2 separate regions of the Rattus norvegicus genome follow, and region 2 is linked to region 1. A link is a contact called in public Hi-C data. All regions are on one chromosome and are shown on one strand. Each heading gives the region's core, a stretch centred on a gene start, on an enhancer-like site or on the middle of the called end of the contact. The rest is flanking DNA. Distances are from core to core; before and after follow the strand shown. Region 1 holds the start of Nrn1 (neuritin 1). Region 2 overlaps Fars2 (phenylalanyl-tRNA synthetase 2, mitochondrial).

The links. Hi-C and Micro-C count contacts between places; a contact is called where the count stands out from the background.
Region 2: a Hi-C map of the A7r5 cell line shows a contact between it and region 1, with 3 times the contacts expected there. The contact joins the enhancer-like site here to the promoter of Nrn1 in region 1. A contact is called at or near these places in 4 of 12 Hi-C or Micro-C datasets (the A7r5 cell line, the Rat2 cell line, Schwann cells and 1 more) and 1 of 1 datasets of contacts at active chromatin or transcription factors (oligodendrocytes).

What each region holds. Positions count from the first base shown.
Region 1 is chr17:28,332,040-28,336,943 of GRCr8, forward strand. It overlaps Nrn1 (neuritin 1), which reads left to right and starts at 3,387. Exons shown (of 3, transcript NM_053346.2): 1 at 3,387-3,628. The coding sequence starts at 3,574. LOC120097730 (a long non-coding RNA gene) reads right to left here. Exons shown (of 3, transcript XR_010059462.1): 3 at 3,627-4,904.
Region 2 is chr17:28,787,080-28,792,334 of GRCr8, forward strand. The region is part of intron 5 of Fars2 (phenylalanyl-tRNA synthetase 2, mitochondrial); the gene reads right to left. Among named protein-coding and RNA genes, the nearest start is that of Fars2, 160 kb to the right of the region's middle. Within about 2 kb of position 3,117, at least 14 of the 93 cell types and tissues checked have an H3K27ac peak or open chromatin away from gene starts, as enhancers often do.

The DNA of each region.
Region 1 (4,904 bases), core at 2,137-4,636:
CTGACACTTAATTACACACACCTACATTTGGTGTTCCTTATATTCAGCCTGAAGACCCAACAGCACCAAGGACTTTTTTTTTTAACTTCCTGAACTGTATTTAGAAAAATTAGTTATTTGAAGGGGAAAGCATCCTTTACCCCTGTTGACCTATGACAGACATTTTTGCTTAGACAGTATGCTTTTGCTGGGATGTTCCCACTTCCAGACATGTCCATGGTATTCTAGGAAAGCCCTAGTTCATGGAAAGTCAACGTTGAAGATCCTCTGGAAATCACATTGTAGACTGTCCTCTTTGTTTTCAGGTTGGGAGAATGTAACTCCAGACCTCCTTGGGACAGCCAAGGTCATGTGACAGGCAGGGTCAGCTTTCATGTTAAATATGACCCGAATAGGCATTCCTTTTTTTTCTCCATCTTTATTAAATTGGGTATTTCTTATTTACATTTCAAATGTTATTCCCTTTCCTGGTTTCCAGGCCAACATCCCCCTAACTCCTCTCCCTCCCATCTATGTGTATGTTCCCCTCCCCACCCTCTCCCCCATTAGCGCCCTCCCCCCAACAATCCCAGTTCACTGGGGGTCCAACCTTGGCAAAGCCAAGGGCTTCCCCTTCCACTGGTGCCCCTACTAGGCTATTCATTGCTACCTATGAATTTGGAGCCCAGGGTCAGCCCATGGGTAGTGGCTTAGTCCCTGAATAGGCATTTCAAATTAATAAAAGAGGAGCTGTCCCCATCCCCAACCATGGATACCGCCCGTGATCTCAGTCGCCCTCACCCCTGCATTGCCTGCTGATCTTGGTTTTTATTACTCTTAGGTTAAGAAGTAGGAAGAAACAAAGCCTTCCGGGGCCTAGACTGAAGAATGGCCTGTGATTTAAAAGGTTCGAAAATTCAAAAACAAAAACATCGTTAGCATCTGCGTTCAATTATTTATTCCCCCAGATTATTTATGGACTGTACCTCTGCCAGACTCTTGCTTCACTTTTTTTTAAGACGCGTGCCAGCGAAGAGAGGCCAGGAAGTAAAGGGCTAGTGTAAAGGAAAGGACCAGCAGAGGACCCAGAGGTGGCATGGCACAGCCGGTTCCGACTCTACACGCACGCGCGCGGGACTGCAGAAGCCTGTCCTGGAGCACCCGATTCACTGAGCTACATTTAGTCTTTCAGTGCGGCCTTCTCACACAAGCCCTAAAGCCCCTGGTTCTGAGTGAAAAAGGATGTAATTGGGAAGATCCCAGGGCACCCACAGAAAAGGTCCTAGAGGGCCCGATGAGTGAACAGGAGGGAGGCAAGGACGTTGAGGGCACGAAATGTAAATCCCCTGGTACTCAGGCTCAGGAGGACTCAGCTCAGAGCCACGGACGGGGGTGTTAGAGGGGAAACCCGTGTCCTGTGCGTGGAACCCTGAAGGGACAAGCGAGTACTGGGAAGGGCTTCCAACCTTGAGGTCCCGCCCCTAGCCAGCCCCTTCTCTACCATTGGAGGGCGTTGGGGGAGGGTCCGAGGGACGCCCCCCACTCGCCACCCGTTCTCGCCCCACCTCCACCCGCCCACCTTTTCTGCTTTTCTGCGAGCCCAAGGAACACTGGGGCAGGAAACTCCTGGAGCTGCCACTGGGCCCCTGGACACCGGGAAAGTGCGCCCCCGCTGCCCCGCCCACCTACCCTGGCGTCACCGGGGCTGAGATGTGGCTCCGCCCCTACAGACCAGGCGGCCAGCCTCGGGTTCTGCGGTTCTGCAGAGCTTCGGGCTTGGGTCCCCTCGGTGCGCGCTTTCCCAGCTTCTCGGGGCAGCAAGGCCCCCGAGGTCCTCCTCAGTTCCTCCCTCCACCGCCTGTCATCTGACCCCAGTTTTGCACCCTTTTCTCCCTTTCTCAGTCCGCGTGCACAGATGGCTGTGTGTGGTTCCCAGTGCAGGGGCTTCGGAAGGCAAATTAAACGGAGCCCCCACCTCCCTAATCCCCTTTCATTTCTGCCACTAACTTGATAGCCTTACGTGGTGGCCCTGAAGTCTTGTAAAATATAAAGGGTTCTTTTATTTTCTCCTTTTCGCTTATCTCTTCATTGTCTTAAGTAATACATCTGGCCAGTGAGGCCTTCAACATTTGACTAAAGTCGCTAGAATTCAGGCTGGTGAAGAGGGTGTGGTGCATTGCAGAAAAAGGAGGGGGAGAAAAACTTAATTTCATTTAAGAAGTAGCCCTGATTATTTTTCCATCTTTCATGACCTACCACAGGACCTTGCACAAACACAGCTGAAGAGATATTTCTTTCTGCAGTGTGTGCTGGGTCATTCAAAAAACAGCGCAGGTGTGTGTGGATCTGGGTGTGTGTGTGTGTGTGTGTGTGTGTGTGTTCGTGATGGACGTGGGTGCGTGTGTGGACATTTGAGTGCGACCCTACAAATGACCCCAGGAGACTCCCAGAAAGGAGCTTGCACACCACAGCTTGCCTTGAAAATTTCCTAAAGCGCTAAGAGTTTGTAAATCACAAGAATCCGAAATTTGCCTTAGCCTAGACTTCTTGCCCAATTGCCTTTCCACACCCCCACCCCCAAATAGGTGTCTCTGTTCCTTGTATAGAGGCCCTTCGGGCGAGTGAGCGTTGCGAATAGTGAGATTCACAAGAGGGCACGCGGAGTCTATTTCTGGGGCCCTGTGTGTGCAGAACGAACCCCCGGGACCTGGGCGTGTACGCGCGCTCGCGTGCAGTGTGCGGGCGAGCTCGGGGGCGCTCGGCTCCGCTCCCGGGCGTGCGCTTTTGTGAGTGTGTGCGTGTGCCGGGAACCGGGTTGTGTGCTCACGCGCTCAAGGCTGCGCCTAGAGCTCAGCTGCAGGGCTGGAGAAAATGAGGGTAGGCAAGTCTGCAGACAGCTGAGGGCGAGAGAGGGGTGATTCGGCTCGGATGAGTCTCTCCCTTCTTCCCACTCCGGCCTGAAGCTTCTCAAACCTCTCTGCAGGGTGGGAAGTGTCTGGGTTCGTTGTGGCGCCAGTGAAGGAGGGAGCAGGTTGAACAATCGAGTGGGCGCGCTAGGACTCCCCGGCTCCGGGCGGGGAGAGGAGAGGGAGCCCCGATTCTGCGCAGGGAGGGGGCGGGGCTGGGGGCCCCTGGAACGAGGAGGCGGGGGTGGCCACCGGGATGAGAAGAGGTCACCCCAGAGAGGCGAGATTTCATTGAGATCGCACATTAATTGGAGATATCTGATTAATTCCAGAGTCTTATGACTATAAATGGTGATTCTCTACCAAGGTGTCTATATTAAAAAAAAAATCAATCCGTGTCATCCCCCACGTCAGGCCTGTTCGTGGGCGTGAGGCTGTACTTCCTCCGCCCCCTCCTAATGGAGTGAACCATTCCCAGCTCCCCCCCCCCCACAGCCTCTCACTCTCTCGCTCTCTTTCTGTCTCTTCCTCGCTCCCTCTCTTTCTCTCCTCCCTCTGCCTTCCCAGTGCATAAAGTCTCTGTCGCTCCCGGAACTTGTTGGCAATGCCTATTTTTCAGCTTTCCCCCGCGTTCTCTAAACTAACTATTTAAAGGTCTGCGGTCGCAAATGGTTTGACTAAACGTAGGATGGGACTTAAGTTGAACGGCAGATATATTTCACTGATCCTCGCGGTGCAAATAGGTAAGTGGCCGCCCGGTAAGGCTCGGTAGGCGGCTGGAGATTGCCTGCCCCAGAGGCGCCTTAGGGGACTTTGCTGGCCGGCAACAGCCTCTGGTTGCAGAAAACCCTGCAGACTCCCGGGATCCGGGTATTAGCTCTTGGGGACTCTGGAGTCCTGGTTGGGTCTTCCTAAAGAAAGAAATTTCTTCTGCAGGGAAGTGTGTGACCAGCTATTTTCCAAGGGGGGTTTTCCCCTTTTTCTCCAAAGCGCACATCCATTTTTTTTTCTCTCTTTTCGGGGTTGAAACAGGATCTGAGCGCTCGTAGCATTTGTCCCATGTTATACTGCAAGATACTATCTTGAGGGGTCGGAACGTGAAGGCAAGAATAAGATGCCTAGGCAGCTGAGGGCTGAAAAGTTTATATGCAGAAAGCGAAGATATTCCAAGGCTGCCCTCAAACTGCAGCATTTAGAACTTTGTCCTTCCCCCGCCCCTCCCCCTATATCCGAGCTGCAGCGTTTGCTCCCGGCACCGCAGACTACTCTGAGAAGGATAAATCAACCAAATATGCACCGATATACTTTTTCAGGCTCATGTGTGTCTGTGATTTTACATATTACCATCGCTAGTCTTTTTATACAGGAAAGGGCTTTACCGTGTTTGCAATATGTCTTTTCGTGTGTTTGTCATTTTTGTTTGCGGCTGTTTGTGGATGGATTGACTTAGTCCCCCATTTTATGTTAAGGAATGTCGAGTCTCAGCTACACTGTTGGGAAGCTTTCTTAAAGTTCATATTTTTTTTCCATCCAATATGCAAATGCTTTAAATACTAGTGAATTTGCTTGTCTGATACCGGATTGGAACATTAATTAACGTAGCTGAAAAGTGAAAGTAAAGCAGTTTATTAATAGAATGGACAAAAGGAAAAAATAGAAACTCTCCTGTGGTTATTCTGGAGATGGAGAAAGCTGTTATCGTGCCAGGATATAGCATTCTTTACAGACAAATCCTTGCAGAATTTCAGGGGCTCTTCAGGGAATTTGTGTGGGACAGGAGACGGGGATGCTTAACATTTTTTTCTTCATAAGAAATGTAGAGGAATTGGGGCTCCTGGAACATTAAAACTGATTCTTTCCATCGGGGTCCATATGCATTTGACATAATCTTGAGAATTTGATTTGGGGGATTTTTTTTGATTGTTTGTTTATTGTTTTGCAGAAACTGGGGTCTTGCAAAGCAAGGAGCATGCAGCAGGATGTTGGCTTTTCCTTTAATTTTAGGAAATGACTTAATGC
Region 2 (5,255 bases), core at 1,867-4,366, 450 kb after region 1:
CTGCCTCTTTAGAACTGCTCTGCTCCTGCAGCTACTCTTCACCAGCCACCTGCAGGGGAAATGCATGACATTTTATAAAAGATTATATTCTCCTCCCCGATTCTCTTCATTCACTTATTCATCCATCCATGTTACATACATGCACACACTACATACATACATACATACATACATACATACATACATACATACAAACAACAAATTTTTATTAGTCAGCCACTGACGTCTTCATATTGGCTAGGAGTTATGGATTTGATAGTCAACAAGACAGACAAGGTTTTGCCCAAATAAAATTAGATTCTAGTGAGAGTGACAGTAAGTACCACAACGAACTCATAGATTGCTAAGTTCCACGAAATTAAAACCGGGCAACACCAAGAAGATGCTTTCTGCTCAAACAACAGGGTACCTGACAAAGAACCTTGAGATGGAAACAATTCCTCTGACCCTTTGCAGTTCCTCTGGGGCCACCTTCTCCAGGTTCTGGCTTTAGCTAGTCACCATCCTCAACACACTGTCTCATTTGCTTCAACTTACAGAAAAAGGAAAGAACAAACATCTTTCCCAATGTCTTTCTCAGAAGTGAGGGATTTTTCCCAAAAGTCCCTGGTGGACAACTTCCTATGTCTCATTGGTTCAGCTGTGGGTCATCAAGTGACTTACTAACCACTGGTTAAAGAAAGTTACTCTGCTTCTATCTGACCCATTAGAATCTCCCCTGTATAAGAGATAGGAGCACCATCCCCCAAACGCCGAAGTGACAATATAAAACAAACCAGGAGAACTATCAGGGTCCATGACCCTGAGGTCAGAGGGGCAATGAAAGAGTCTCTCAGAACTGCACCTGAACAAAGAGAGAAAGGTGTCTCTGTAAAGCCCCATTAGAGTGTTGTATTATCCACACTGGGAGAAACAAGTCCAGCCAGTTGGGATCAGAAAAGAATAAAGGAAGATGAACAGAGAAAGAGTCAGAAACTAACTGTGCAGGCCCCAAAGACCAGCAGCTTTCTGGGAGCACATGCCTCATGACATAGTCATTCCTACGTCATTTAACTGTGATGCAATTCATTGACCACTAAAGTCCAGACTGTGCCTGAGCCCCTAATGTTCTCCCTTACCTGGATCCACACGATGCTAACACATGTTCAAATCAACTCTTGTCCCCCTTAACTCATTGTTGAACATACCACACCACATTCTTGTACTATTCATTCATAGTCTGTATTTCTCTTCCATCCTGATCAACCAGTTCAAACCATGTAAGGAAACAGTGAAAATCTAGTCTTTTGATCATTGGCTATGGGAGAACTGAGAACATATTCAAAGACTGATACTACAAAAACCTTGCAGAAACCGAAGGAAAAGTCACTCCTCCTGTTGGCAATAATCACATCTTTGATCACATGAGCTTTCATAGCAATTGACAATTCCCACTTTGAATTCATCTATCTCTATACTCTGGCTGCACCAAAATACAAATGTCTGTGACTCCCACTCTTGTGTCCATGACTTGTGCAAGGCACACTTCTTGGTGCATGAAAACCAGCTGGTAAATAATAAACAAATGAAACAAAACCTGGCCAAACAAGCAAATGGACAGAGACTGTGTCAGTACTGGTCATTAAGTGGACAGAAAGGGACAGAGGAACTGCTATTGGTGACTACCAAGCTGTAACAGCTTCTCGAATGGGGTGCAGTAGGAAAGAATATTTCATGAGGAAGAGTTTTTCAATCTCCACACTGAGGCTGATTACCGGGAAGCATACGGAGGGCTAGCCACCTCAAGGTAGAGGTTCTGAGGTTCCCTATCATCTGTGTGCAGGCAGGCTGACACTCTTGTTTGGTGCTCAAATCAGTGGTACTATCAATAACACAATATTCTGCAGAGATCTCCCAGGGCAACGAGACTCTTCTTGGGCTAATTTTTGTCTTCGAGTCTATTGTGCTAGAAGTTACTATGTCCCACACCACAAACAAATCTTCTATGTTCATGTATCTGGATAGGTCATGCTAAAATGCGGATAAAAGGACAACCCAATTTAGTCTAGAGGGGTGAGATTGTCCTCCCAAATTCTATTAGAAAAAAAAAAAAAGGCAACTGCATAAGTAGACCGTGTAGCTCTCCATGTCTTCTGAATGGGGCAAGCCACCTGCCACTCAACAGTACATTCCAGACACAGGAGGTACACCGCAGCAGGCTCAGCTTGGGCTGCTTTGTGTCACAACCTCCTGGGCATTACTTCACTGCAGTGTTTCATAAGCAGCATGGGTGACAAAGTATCATCTAAAGAAAGAACAGAGCACTCTGTTAAAAACAATGCTCAGCCACAGTTACAGGTCAGCACAGCTTGACCTTGTTAGGCTACAAGATGTATTGGGAGATAAGTTCACACAAACAGTTTTCTGTCTTTGTGCACAAAATCTTCTTGGTGATACACATTGAGTTTCTATTATTCTTATAACCAAAATTGGGAGGTGGGAGATCCATCTCTTCTGAATAACAAAGCATACTGACATCACAGGCTTCCTTCGCTTAGGCAGATTACTGAACAAACAAATATTTATTCTGAGTTACTCAGCTGTGATACATGAGGGGATTCATGACGTGCTGTGTCTGGTGCCTGTTAAGCTCTTACAAGATAATTGGACTTTGGACCACCTAGAACATTGTGCTTAATGGAGAGCTGAATTTAAAAATTCAAAAACATGGAATGAGCAGAATTTAATCAGTCACACCTCCATCAAATTGAGGCAGAAATAAATAAATGGGCAATAGAAAGGTGCAATAAAACCAGGATTAATCAAACCGTGATTAATTCAGGATCAGATTAAAAACCAATAGTGCCAGCTGCATCAGTCTCTTCTGTAGCGTTTACCTCTCCTACTCCTTTTTATCACCATGTTTCCCCATCTTCTCATTCCACTCTGCTCTCACCCCTAGGGCACTTTCCCTGGATGGATAAACCTGCAGGAGAGTTAATTGTCACATACATGGATTTAATCAGATTGTCCATCACATTTGGGGCCCTGCCTTCAGTGATCCATGACTAATTGTTGTGGTAATTTTTCAATCATTAACAGCAGCACATATGCTGCAGACAAATCCCAAGGTGCCTAGTAAGCCCCAGTGACAAGCAGACCAGAGGCTCCAGAAGGATTGCCACATGCCCCAGCCCAGCCCCCAACCCAATCCTATTAGTCATGCCTCCTTGTTAATATACACTTATCCCAAGGATATGTCAGGCGGCAGAAAGCTCTGAGGGGCTCCGGCGTGCCTTATGACTTGCCCTGTTTTCAATCTAGATTCTGAAAAAGGAAGAGGAAAGGAAATTAAAACTCCATGTGGGACAAGTAGCTGAGGGCCTATTCTCAATTCCACTTGCTTTTCATTCACTTTCACACAGGCTCCTGAGCTGTGGCAAGTGCCCTTTCTTTGAGTTTCAGCAGTATTAGCAATCTCCATGGCAACCACCAGTGCGCATCTGCTGCACCAAACTGCAGCATCTCTGGCTCAATTCTCAAGTTGCCCTGGTGTCAGACGGGGCATGCCATGTGCACTGGTGGGACAAGACCCTGCCTTGGGGAATCTTTCAGCTGATTGAAGCCTGGCTCTAATCACCACATAATATGAGTGAACAAGATCACAGAGAATATGATCTGCCGCGCGAGGCAAGAGGGTTCTAGAAATGCTATTTATTTTTTCATTTTCTTTTTCTTAAGGGTCTTTGTTGGGTAAAAGCAAAGAGGCACTAGCTATCTAACAAAAAGGATTAAATTTCAAGTAGATGCCACAATGTTTCAAGTTGCTGTTTGTTTAAAGCCTATGTCTCAGACACCTTTCATTAAGGAAACTATTCAAGAGGAAATGCAAATTCCTGGGGTTTCCATTTGGGTCTTCTTAGGAAAATGGTTATTTTGCACATTAGTCAGAATATGGAAAGGGAAGAGAAGGATTCATGGAATTTCACTGACAATTTTATTCCTCCTGCAGAGTTTCAGGAAATTCCCTATTACACTCAGTTTTCCCAAGACTAAAATAAGACCTACTTTACTCTAAGGCACCTAGCCCCAGATCATGGAACAAGATCTTCGAAAAACTTAATCAATTTGAGCAATTCCTGTTTAGCTGCTTAAAAGAGGGATGGTTGTTGCAGGCTCTATTGCTGTGAAAAGAGGGACCGAGCGCCCTCTGCTGCTGTGTCTAGGTCAGGCTCCCCATATCCAGAAAACCCCACTAAGGTTCACTTCCGTTACCATGCACTCTTAAAAAACTCTAGCTTAAAAGGCACTCACTGATCAGCAAGAGGAACAAGAGAGATCCAGAAAACAAACAGGTTGCTGTAAATAGAACAGTCTTCCACACAGCCACTCACCACTACCTTGGGTATTATTAGAAACAGTTCAAGAAAGTGCTTGAGAAAATTCAGAGTGCTGATTGCATGTCGTAAACACAAATTAAAGAATTAAAAAAGAAAAATGGAACTTGCATTTCTACTCACAGTCTTTCACGACAAGACCGATACATGATCTCATTGATTAGTATATGTTTTAGAACACTCAGGCAAAAAGAAAAAACTTGTTATTCTTAGATTTAAAGTCACAGCAGTAGTTTCCAACTTTACATTCAAATCCAGTTTGAACAAACACAAATTTGTGTTTTCATAGTGCTGTACAAAATAAACAACACAGAAAAGCTTCACTTTTGAACCACTAAGAACCTAATTATTATAAAATAAAATTACAGAGAAAAGTCAAATGCATTGAATATTACTTTTAATCCTCTTATATAAATGATGGCAATCCACATTGATAACTTCAAATACTAGTTCAGCAATAAGTTCAAATTCTGTCATTCAAATTCATTCTATAGCAAATGATGCAGAAATTGTGCTTCTTCACTACAGATTAACTCCTTCCATCATGTCTAAATAAAAATGACCACAATAAGTAGATAATAGTCTACTAAAATTCAATGCATAGATTCAAATTCTATGCCACAAGCTACTCTGAGAGTTACAAATAACATTCTTCAATTTTTACAACTCAAGGTCAATGCCAATATCTCCCATGAATGAAATTAAAAATTAATTAACAATTAATGGACAGGCAAGGAGTGGTAGCGCAAGCTTTTAGTCCTAACACTTAGGAAGTAAGGGGAGAGGAAGTCTAACCTCTGAGTTTGAGGCCAACCTGATCTACAGAAAGAATTCCAAGCCAGCCAGACCCTGTCTCAAAAAGAAATAAAACAAAACAAT